2 separate regions of the Hordeum vulgare genome follow, and region 1 is linked to region 2. A link is a contact called in public Hi-C data. All regions are on one chromosome and are shown on one strand. Each heading gives the region's core, a stretch centred on a gene start, on an enhancer-like site or on the middle of the called end of the contact. The rest is flanking DNA. Distances are from core to core; before and after follow the strand shown. Region 1 has its middle 26 kb from the start of LOC123444973. Region 2 has its middle 7.4 kb from the start of LOC123414257.

Region 1 (6,282 bases), core at 3,166-5,665, 280 kb after region 2:
ACGAAGTGACTCACATTACCGCAGTTATAGCATTTCCTCACACGTTGCTTGGATTTGAACCCACTTGAGTTGTTCTTGGTGAAGTTGGGTCTTGAGTTCCTCTTGTTGCCCCAGAATTTCCTTGACGCAAGAGCCATGTGCTCATGATAAGCATACTTAGTGTCTTCAGGGCAGCTCTCCTCTTCCTCATCCTCTTCTTCTTCAGAAGCAGCCTTTGCCTTTAAAGCAAGGTTGGGTGAAGATGTCTTTGACCGAACGCGAGCAAGTGCATTGTCAACGGTCTCGTTCATGATTGACATTGCAATGAATTCATCCAACACCTCACTGGAAGACAAGGAGTGGAAATCTGGTCGTTGGCGAATGACTGATGACATGGCTTTGTTGAAAGGCATGATGGCCTTGAGAAACTTGCGCTTGATCCATGTGTCATCCACATCCTTGCTCCCATGATCCTTGAGAGCAACAACAATAGCAGTCACCCTTCGATAGAGATCACGAGGGTCCTCATCTTCCTTCATCACAAACTCATCGGCCTTATCAAGTACCACTTCATAGTTGGACTGTTGAATGCTTGAGCTTCCCTTGTACAACACCATAATGTGCTCCCAACAGTCCTTAGCCAGAGTGAAGGGGCGCAAGTGAGGAAGATCTTCAGGAGGTACTACGAACTGTAGAATAAAAAATGAGGAGTGATTATATTGATTGTCCGCTTCTTCTCTTGGAGTGAGGTTGCTTGGGTCATGAGGATAGTAGCCTTGCTCGATGATTCTCCATAAATTTGTTGAGCTATGATTCAAATGAGACTTAATAGAAAACACCGAGTTAGCAAAATCACCCTTAACAAGCTTAAGAGGAGGACCAACGGGGTTAAGACGCGGTGTAGGAACAGGTCCTCCATAGACCACGGGAGGTGGAACTGAGGCATATGTTCCAGTCCCATCATTTTTGAGAGGGGAAGAAGTTCGCATACCTTTAGCCACTTCCCTAGAGTAATTGGCCTCCGAATCTGTGTTGGCGGGTTTAACCACCAACGCCGGTTCGGGTGAACCTTTAATTCCCTCAATTAACTCTTTAAGCATGGTTTTGACTTCGTTCATCAAGGACGTCTTGAGGGCGGCCATAGCCGTATTCAAGTCGTCCCTTGTGATCGAAGTCAAGGCCATTGCCTCGGGTTGCCCATGGGGAACTCCCTCATCATCTTCCATACTCTTCGGGTGGTGAAACCCTTAATAAAGAGACATGGCTCTGATACCAATTGAAAGGATCGATATGGTTGACTAGAGGGGGGGGGGGTGAATAGGCAATGGCCATTTTTTAATTAATCTTAACAAGTTAGGGTTAGCAACATAAAGGTTCTCTAAAATGACAACAAGGTGATGAACCTATATGATGCTACCAACTATAAACACTACGGCAAGTAAGAGATAGTCTACAACAAAAACATACACAATGTAAAGACTAGAGATAACCGCAAGTGGAACCAATGAAGACGAGGATGTGTTACGAAGTTCCTTCCCTTTGACAGGAAGTACGTCTCCGTTCGAGCGGTGTGGAGGCACAATGCTCCCCAATAAGCCATTAGGGCCACCGTATTCTCCTCACGCCCTCACACAATGCAAGGTGTCGTGATTCCACTATAGGTGCTCTTGAAGGTGGTGACCGAACCTTTACAAACAAGGTTGGGGCAATCTCCACACAAAGCTTGGAGGCTCCCAACAAGACCACGGGGCTTCACCACAATGGAATGTGGCTCCGAGGTGACCTCAACCGTCTAGGATGCTCAAACACCCAAGAGTAACAAGATCCGCAAGGGATTAGTGGGGGGAATCAATTTTCTCTTGGTGGAAGTGTAGATCTAGGCCTTCTCAACCAATCCCTAGGAAATCAACAAGTTTGATTGGCTAGAGAGAGAGATCGGACACTTTTGAGCTTAGGGAGCAACAATGGAGCTTGGGAGGGTCAAAGGTAGGGTTCTTGAGCAAGAAGAACCCTTTATATAGCGGGGGGGGGGGATCCAACCGTTTTCCCACTCACATCACAAACCCAGCGATACTACCGCTGGCACTCCAGCGGTACTACCGCTGAGCCCATGGTAGCGCGAAGATACTACCGGACCAACCACCGCCAAGAAAGTCTTCGCAAAAAGTTCGATGAAGTACAACCGCAAGGATGGCGGTACTAAAGTCCTCGAGCGGTACTACCGTTGACCAGGGGCGGTACTACCGCTAGCTCTAGCGGTACTACCGCTAGTCCCAGCGGTACAACCGCTAGGTGACTTTTTTTGCAAGCGGAGATAAACCAGAGATGGGAAAAGCTCCAAAGTTGCAGGGAAAGGGATGCAGATAAAGTGTGTGCGTGCAAGCTTGATTCCACCCAAACCTTTCCAATACGGACCCCCTCTTAATAGCACGGCGTTCCTACGACTCAAAAACCACCAAAAAGAATCATAGAGGACACCGTGCTTCTATTCCACGGAGGGTGCCGAATCGTCTTGTGCCTTTGTCATGTATTATCTGAAAGCTCAATGCACAAGATTAGTCCATTAAGGTACTGTCATCAATCACCAAAATTACTTAGGCATAAATATGCCCTAACAAACTGGCTACTCCCTCCATCACAGTTTATAAGGCATGTACGTATACCTAGGTCGTCAATTTAACCAACTTAATGAGAGACATATATTACAAAAAATATATCGTTAAAAACTTTAGATGTTCTATTTTCTAATGATATAATTTTTATCTTAAACAATATATTTTATATAAGTTAAATTGTCGACCTAGATGTACGTGCACGCCTTATAAACTGTGACGGAGGGAGTAGTCAATTAGAGGCTTACTAGGGACATTGTTTTGTCTATATATCCACACATGCATCTATGTTTTCATTCAATACAATTATAGCATGGATAATAAACGATTATCTTGAAACAGGAAATATAATAATAACTATTTTATCATTGCCTCTAGGGCATATTTCTAACAGGAGGTATGACCATGTTTACAAATGCTTGTCTTAATGGATTAGTTATTTGCATCTAACATATTTTGTTGTGTTGTCGTAGAAGTTTAGGACAAGGTTCCACAAGTGGGCACCTATGCTTTCTTCCCACAGTGCTCAGTCCATGGACGTGTTTACAACTGGTACTAGCCGCTCCTCCAGAGCTAGACGTCGTCATCTCACCATCAATGATACAGAAGAAGAGGAACAAAATACAAGAGGAGTAGACATAGAAGCATGAGGTAGATATTGATGCTCCATAGCCGTCAGAGCCGTCATAATCGATGCAGAAGAAGAAAGGCAAAGATAAGACACCACGTGTGTCGTGAAAGGACATTTAATTCTCGGTTTCATAGTTTGGAGTGTCCTCATAAGCTTTTTGCCTAAGGGGGTGATTAGAGAAGACAAGCAGGAGTCTAGCGAAGAAGAGGAAAAGGAAGAGAGAGAAGAGAAGGAGGAGTCTAGCTAAGAAGAGGAAAAGAAAGTGCCTACAAGAAAGGGGAAAGCCACGAAGAGAGGAAGAAGGAAGTGAGCAAGAAAGATCCTTCGCAGTTCTCGAGTGCCACTTCATATGTTGACAAGAATTTGTTGTATGCTCGTTAAATTTGTATGAATTTCTCGTGTATTGAACTTCTTATGTTATCTTAACTTTGCGAACTTGTCGTGAAATGAAGTGAAGTGCACTTTTTATGTTATCTTTAATTTATGAACCTGTCGTGAAGTGAAGTGAAGTGCATCTTTTATCCATGATTGGGAAAAGTGAGTGTGGTGGGACCCACACAAACACTCTATTACATATATCAGCCCTGGTGGAGGACCCAGACACCAAGGTCCCTGGTGTCTCGGGGTGTATCACGAATACCAGCACCATTGCACTAAATTGCAGGGCCTAGACGCCAACATCTCCGTCGTGTGGTGACGTGCCCTTTTAGGCCAAATGCCACTGCCCCTGGTGTGTGGGGGTGCATCGGGAGTACCAGCACCATTGCACTAAATCGCACGGCCCAGACGCCAAAATCTACGACGTTTGGGTCTGGAGACCACACACCAGGGTCCTTGGCGTCTAGCCTTTTGCCACATCAGCAAGTCAACGAAGTTGTCGGTCGAGCGGACCCATACCAGACGCGAGGGTCCGTGACATCTGTCGTGCAACCCAGACGCTAGGGAGGTTGGCGTCACGTAAAGAGGTTAGATTGTATTTTTTTAGATGAGGTCGAATCTAATTTTATTAGTTAGAGAGGTCAGAATAAAAAAATTGTCATAAAATACTACTGGTAGCTGGAATATACTCCAAATCCATGTTCCCCAATCAGAATCAGAACTAGCGCCGATCGTGATGGCGCCGTTTGGAACCTTGGGTCATGGGAAGTTGCCAAACTGCCAGGCAATGTGCAGTGCATCTGAACACTGGTAGCCGGGTCAGCAGTGATGGAGTATATTCTTCCGTTCAGCAGTCCAGATCCCGAGGCTCCATAGTGGACCATATAGTAGAACGGAAACAAAAACCGAAGCTCCACGAAGTGGAGGCCATCTCGGTTTGCAACACAAGTTGCACATCGTCAACAGTTTTCTACAGCTACCACTTGAACTATACAACACCAGCTCTGCTGTAAAGGCTGTTACTTCAAACTAATGGAGCACATCAGTGCACGTTATAGAAAATATAATGAGAACACAGTAGCCAGTTTCATTCTTTCTTCATTGTATGTTGCATCATGTAGTGGCAATCTACATGGCCGGGTGCACCAGGAGCCCAGAACGCTGGCCGGGCATTCTAGGTGCTGGGGGGACATGTCCACCGTCGCTCAATCGTAGACATACTTTTGTTTCGATAAAACCCCTAAAACATAGAAAAGAAAAACATATATCCATCTCATTCTGTATATTTTTACACACTATAGAGCATTGTACATATACGCACCTCATATTACATACATACAACAACATGTAGCATACAATACGAGATGGATATACAATCTTCTTCTACGTTTTATGAAAGGGGTCTACCGAAGCACACCTGGATAAACTTCTACTGGTAGCTGTAATCTACATTGACAGGTGCACCAAAACACTTGCCGGGCGAAGCTACCTCTTTCTTTTTCATTTTCCTTTTTTTGTGGGAATGGGTGAAGCTACCTCGAATCAATAAAATGATGTAAACAGATGGAGTTTTGTCCCTCGGGTGTTGCACATGTAACCAGATGAACAATAAAATAAAAAAACAGCATAACAATTATTAAAATTTTGATTATTTTTGTAGGATGAACATGGTTGAATGTTCTACCTGCTTGTAAAGTTTCATGAGAAAATGACATATGTGGCGCTATAAAAATGCAAGATCCATTCTCTGAAAAATTTCATTTTAAAGAATTATCAAGGTCTAGTTTTTTCTGTCTAGATCACAAGGTATGCCATTTTTTCTAGATAAATTCGCACAGGGCTTTGCTACACCTACGTAATGATTTGCGAAGGAAAGACTTACATAATGAGTTAGCTGTTTTTCATTGGTATTAATAGGGGGTACATTGCGGGATAAAACACAAGATCCAACGGGCTCCAACACATGCTACCTTCAAACAAATGACCTCACTAAGCCACCCCGCTTCCCCACTCTCCAACATAGGCATGCTTCCATGGATTTGTCAATCAGTTCATCAGCCACACATACAATAGAATCCTGCAGGGATTTGCGGTTGAGCTCACGAGGACGAAGCCCCATTGATGTCAAGCATACATGGCATGTTTGCAATGCACAAAAGTGAAATACCCTTTGGACTTTGGTTCTTGGGTGTATATACATCTTATATGGAGAGATCTTTTTAAAGTCAAATAGCTTAGACCTTTTTTTGCAATAATCTTGGCTTTCTTTTTCACCAGTATATATTCTTTTACGAATAAGAACCAATGTTAACTTCAGGAAAAAAACAAAATTTCTTTGCAATTATAGGTCACTATTCACACTATTTTGATCATTTTTTTGTCTTTTTAAAAAACAAGTCAACGAGGTTTCTGTTGTGTTGATTTTTTTAGTAGTGCAATGGAAGGTCAAGTTTATTTTTAAAAAAAATCATGTTTTCACTTTATATATATTTACCTATTTTATTTTCATATAAGGTGTATGTACCCTCATAGGCCAAAAGCCAACCCCCCCCCCCCCCCCGCGCCCCCGCGCGCACAGAAGCAGAGTACTTACACGCACCACTAGGTCATCTTGGGGAGCTAGGATTGAAGAGGCCGAAAATGCATCGTGTACAATTACCCCTAAAGATTAACTCATAGCTA
Region 2 (5,936 bases), core at 2,882-5,381:
ACATGACAGTCTTAGCACCTGTGTAAGGTGGAGCATTGGGAGAGGCTAAGATACCGGTCTTAGGCATAACCCCGGGTTAAATAAAGTTGTAAAGGAGCCCAACCTTTGCCTCCGTCAGGGTGACCCTAAGGAAAATCTACATGTCACATAATTTTTTCTAACGCCTCTCCACGCTCCTTCGTCTCTCGTTGTGGTCTTTGTCACACTTTCAGGGTTCTTCACTCTCACGGCGGTTGTGGTTGCCCGCTTCATTTTTTCTCTTGCGGCTTTGAGAGAAATGACATTGAACTGAAAATCCAAATTACAGTAAATATGCAATCTAAATTGTGTGATATGATCCTAGCATGGATGAGCACATCAATGATTTTAGCCGAACTACCGGCACAAAGGAGTTCATATAGTGGAATGCTCCAAGATGCACGGAACATAACTTCTATTCAAACAACATCCAAGATGTTGATGTTGAACGGCTTACAAAACACAATAATATGCCGCACATTGGCAACATTGGGACGTCCCACACCATGGTACTATGGAACTTCAAGTGACAAAATCAACTTCAGAACCAGTAAGTGAAGGGTGGAACACATCTTTTCACCCTGGAGATGACCTTCGAAGCTTCAAGGTAACACCTTCACGAGGGAGATGCCACATAAGTGTCATCGTTGTCAGATGTAGCTAGTAAAAGCTAGATTGCGGGTTTTGCCCCGATACACGAAAAATCAACATCGCTTGAGCCAACCAATGAAGGCCATGGCCAATGGATCGAACAAAAGTTATGATACGCATTAGTAAGGAACCTTGCACAAGTGTGTTGTCATGACATCTGCACAGACACAATGCCCCAGAAATCACCTATTGGGAATGATGCCTCCACATATATGCTATTATCACCATCAGACAGTCACATGACAGTAGAACAACACGAGCCTAGCCGTCACCGTCCACTTCAGGTTCGTGACGCTATTCACATGTAGAGGAAGGGTCGAACTTGATCCACCATGACGACCAATCAACACAAGGGGAGACCTACAAGAGTCTCGTTGGACTGTAGCATCATTTGGCGGTGTAGGAGGAGATTGGAGGGGAGAATATTTTTATTTTCATAAGGGAGGCAAAACCCGTCCTCTGCATTAATTGATGTCACAACCATCATTTACCTAGTGCATCAAGTCAAAAATATCCAAAGTCATGGGAGAAACACTGACTCTCACGCACGTCTCCCTCCCTCCCTCCAACCCTAGCCGCCTCCCCCTCCCCCTCCCTTCCTCGCCGCCGCCTGAGGCAGCCGTCGGGCAAGCCCGGGGCGCCAAGGATGGTGGCGGCGGGGCCTAGGCTGCCCTGCCTCTGCATGCGGAGTCCCGGATCTGAAGCGGCGGCTCCATTGGCGAGGCACATCAGGGTAGCAGTCGTGCGGGAGGTGAATCCAGCATCTCGGCCGCGCGGGCGGCGGGATCCAGTGGTCGTTGGCGTCCGGCAGCGGCTTTTGCGGTGGCCGGTGCGTGCGATCTGGCGCCTCCCCTCCTCCCATGTTCGGCGTGCGGGCCAGCCTGGTCGGGCCGCGCTTCCTTGGATTGCCGGTTTTGTACAGGAGGTGCTGGTGGTGGTGGGGATCTAGTTCGGGCGAAATCCCTGGTTGGCCATGGTCGGCCGCGTCGACGGCGACGCCTGAGGGCGCCGTTCCCCTCCTTAGAGGCGTCGGTATGGACTGATCCCCTCACTTCCCCTTCCCCTAGGTCTCCCGGGCGAAAGCCTTAACTTTGTTGGGCGGCGGCGGCGCTCACGGCGCCGTTCCCTTCTTGAAGGCGCCGCTTTGGAAACCTTGGGGCTGGGTGGCGCTTGTGGGTGGTGGGCGACGGCGGTGGTGCGGCCCTATCCTAGCATGGATCTCCGTCCGTTGCTTGGAGATGGACTCGCGTAGGTGGAGGTCGTCGTTTGGCGTCATGATGGCGTCGATGGCGGAGGCACCTGCCAAGGCTGGTACCTCAATCTGATCTGAAGATGGACTAGTGGAAGATGGCGGCGACGACACATGTGAGTGAGTCAGACCGGTTTGTGTCCCGGACCCGGTATGTGGCTCGGTCACGGTCTTCGGCTTTAAATGTTAGGCTTAGGTGAGAGGTTCGGGTGTTTGGTCCAGGTTGCACCCCTTCATCATATGGATAGGAGTAGCGGCAGATGTTGCCAAGATGGCGGATTCAGGCATATTATTGTACGGTTTGTAAGGTTCTCGAGAATAATCAATAAAATGGCCGCATGCATCTCCCAGATGCAGAGGCCGGGGGTCATCCTCCTTTTCTAAAAAAACCTAGTGCATCATGAAGTCTTACAAACAGGATAAAAATGGCAGAACAGGCATAAAACAAGTAAGAGCATCTCCAACAGCCGCGCTACGCGCCGCGCCCAAAAAAGGCGTTTGCCGCGCGCTTCGGCTGGTTTAGCGCGGGGATAGGCGCTGGCTCCAACAGCCGCGCTATAATGCAGCGCGCGCGCCGCTCCAGCAGTGCCCAAAAATGCAGCGCGCGCACAACATTTTTTAAAGTAGATTGCATTAATAAATAAAAATGATATAAAGTTATTTTACATAGATTGCAACTAGATAGGTAGTTCGAAAACATAGATAGATAGTTCGATGCTAGATAGTTCAAAAACAAAAAAACTAATCCTAGTCGCTCCAGTCATCTGCACCGTCATCATCGTCGTTGGTGTCGTCAGAGGTTGACAGCCAGATGTCAAACCAACGCTCATCTTCTTCAGTGAAGAAGGACCTCCCGCCTGCATTGACGAGGTCGGCCTGCCCACACGCCAATGCCTTCCGACGACGCTTGTCCAACCGCTCCTCGCGGCGCCGGCGCATGTCCTCCTCGCGGCGCCGTTCCCAATATTCCTGCTCGTAGGCGACGTCCTCCGGGTGGCGCCGGCGCCACTCCGCCATGACCCGCTCGTCCTCCTGGGCGACGAGGAGGCGGCGCTGCAGCGCAGTGTGCTCCGCACGGTCTTGTGCGGAGTTTAGACGAGGCGGCGGGGCGAGGTCTAACGCCTGCTGGAGCGTGTGGACGTCCGGGAAGTTCATTTGGAGGCGCGGCCTGCCTAGGCGCCAAGCCGCCGCGTCGAACGCGCGGGCGGCCTCGTGCGCCGTGTCGTAGGTTCCGAGGCTAAGCTGGAGATCGCCGGAGCGTATCTCGGCGTAGAACCCGCCGTTGGGGCGCTGGCGGACGCCGCGGTAGCCCGATGCAGAACGGCGGCGCGGCGGCATGGTGGCGCGGCGGCGGCGGCGCGAGAGGCAGAGGAAGAGAGAGCGCGTTGGGGCGGCGGCGCGAGAGGCAGAGGGAGAGAGAGCGCGCGGAGCGGTGGCGCGAGGAAGCGGCAGCGCGCTGCCTTTTATGGGCGCGCGGGACGCGGCGCCGCAAAAATGGCGCGCGAGCTGCCGCCTTTTCGCGCGCGCGCGCAAGCTGTTCCAGCGCGCGTGATTTTCCCACCACCGCTGGAGCGCGTCAATCTGTCCCGCACGCGGTAAAATACATGTTTAGCGCGCGCGCACCTTTTTACGCCGCTGTTGGAGATGCTCTAAGACTGCATGACACATTCATTCCTCCATGGTAAAGAACACACACATGCATTCCAGGCAAAATCAATTGCTCCATCCATGTCGGAAGGGACGGCTAGAGACTCTATCTTCCTCTTTGTTAAAAATTATGAAATTCTTCTTCCTAGTTTTAAAAGAAGAACATTCCACCAGCTTAGTCATTTTTCCTGGCTAGCATTTTTCAGAGGACGGTTCTCTTTGGCTTCGATCCGCGATTTTACCTACTCCCCTCCCTACACGGCGCGGCGATTTGTCATCGCGCACCGGCCGGCCGATGGACCGATCCTAGTACCGGAAACGGCAAGCTTTACCCCGGCGTGGATCGACTGCTAGATTTGTTGGCACCTCTCCATGTCATAGCACCATGCATGTCTGCCAGGTGAATCACGGGAAAACGGTGCGTTGTTACGTGCAATCCACCCTGTCTTGGCGTTTTTGCCATGTCCAAGCAACAAAGCCGTGTCACGGGCAGGTCGCTGCGGCGCTCACTTTGAGCTCGAGATAAGCTTAAGATAACAACAAGAAGAAAAAAGAGAGCACCCCCACACCACATCATATGGAGCCCGACCAGCCGACTTGGGCAGTAGTGCTCGATCATGCACATCACTAGCCTTGTACATATCGTCACCTTTTTTCCCTATCCGATCACCTCCTTGCTAATACTAAATTATTAAAGCACAACGGAGACAGGTAGTGCACACTACACGGCGATTTCTAGCGTGCTAGCTGAAAAAGGGATGTACCAAAAGCCAAAAGACCGTGTGCCTCACTCTCATCGCATCAGCCGCTCGAGCCACCATCGTCATATCATATGCATGATATATCTTCATCGTCGTCGTCGTCGTCTCGGAAATATCCTGGGTAGGGCAAAGGGCAGCAGGAAAGAGACGGAGACGTACGTACGCTGGGTAGCTAGCCACGCAGGCAGCTGTTGCCTGTGCGTTCCGGCGTCAGCAGCATTGGCGGTAGCTTTTGCTTTGGGCGATCGAGCAGTGATCGATCGAGGTGCGGTGCGGCCGGCGCATGCAATGCAAGTGCTGAACAACCAACTGCTCGTCGAGGTACATTGTTGTCGGCGTTTAGCCCAGGGCCGGGCAGTCGGCCGCCGTGCGCTGGGAAAGGCGCATGCCGGGCTGCCCTCTGCCCAGGTTGCATTAGGCGGAGTGCGACCTGGCTGTGGGGGCGAAAGCAGCTCCAATTTCCGCGGTCCAGCACAGCAAAAGCGGCCACGTCTTAGCCAGCATCGCACTAGCTACCATGTGTCATATCAGCCTAGAGTTCCTTTACGCAGAGTTTCCATCATGGCCGCATGCAAGCAACGAATCTACTTGCTCCGTTCGTACGTGCAAGTCGGCCAAAGCATCCTCGGCCCCTCTGGCTTCACTTCTCCTCCACTAGCTTCATCCTTCATGGCCAACCCGAGCCCACATTGACACTCGGGCTAGTCGGGCATAGGACATGCATGCATGCGTACCCGCCGTAGAACGAGGTTGTCTTTGCGATGCGATGCGATTTGGACGGGTCGTTGCGTTTGGTTGGTCGATGCGTGAGTCGGTGGTCTGTTGGTGCAGAGGATGAGGAGATCAGATGCGGTCGGTAAGGACTAAAGAGCGCGGGTGGGGTGGACCGGCTACTTGCGGCCGGTGCAGTGAGTGCATGTCCGATGCGAAAGCGGCAGCATTTCGTGTGCCCACTGTGCTCTGCGCATGATGGAATGCGTCGATGTGGGTTGATCATCAGAGCAACTTGATCTGACGAACTATGCCTGCCTGCGCCTCGAGGATGGTTGCATGAGTGGCGATGGTGGACCAACGGCACGGTTTACCTAGCTAGACCCTGGAGGCATGATTGTTCACGCCAAAAGGCCGAAAGTGGTGAATATGTGCCTGTGGAACTGAATCTTCCTGCTGTCATTTGATACTGCCACTGCCACTACCACATTGTGTTATAGAGCACCTTTCCAAGTCGACCGACATGACAGCTGAACTTAAGCGGAGTTAACTTTATTTTTTACAAGTGGTAACGGCATCCAATCACCGAAGTGTCTAGAGTGTTTTGACTTTTGGAGCGGGAATTTATCCCCATGAATAAAATCAGTAAATCTTATTCTACCTGTCAAAAAACTTATTTTATAGTACTAATTTCTTTGGTGTATTTTATTTTTGGTTTCTTTTGGTGCAAATCTAGCTATCAAATTGGAATCAAGACGAGGACATGAGTACTGACTAGCAAGTAGCAAATGGTTTACCGACTAATATGTTCAGTTATTCTGTATTTCCTTGAAGGGAGTGCTGAATGTTATCTTGCGTCGAGGTAAGCAACACGATCGTTCCCACTGCGGTCCTCAATC

Evidence for each region. A called contact is a pair of places that touch in the nucleus more often than the background predicts.
Region 1: a contact with region 2 is called in a Hi-C map of leaf, with 3 times the contacts expected there. The contact joins two enhancer-like sites. A contact is called at or near these places in 2 of 6 Hi-C or Micro-C datasets (leaf and seedling).

What each region holds. Positions count from the first base shown.
Region 1 is chr1H:457,341,101-457,347,382 of MorexV3_pseudomolecules_assembly, forward strand. No RefSeq gene overlaps it. Among protein-coding and RNA genes, the nearest start is that of LOC123444973, 26 kb to the left of the region's middle. Within about 2 kb of position 4,416, at least 2 of the 3 cell types and tissues checked have open chromatin away from gene starts, as enhancers often do. A contact at or near this core is called in leaf, where this site is marked.
Region 2 is chr1H:457,061,195-457,067,130 of MorexV3_pseudomolecules_assembly, forward strand. No RefSeq gene overlaps it. Among protein-coding and RNA genes, the nearest start is that of LOC123414257, 7.4 kb to the left of the region's middle. Within about 2 kb of position 4,132, at least 3 of the 3 cell types and tissues checked have open chromatin away from gene starts, as enhancers often do. A contact at or near this core is called in leaf, where this site is marked.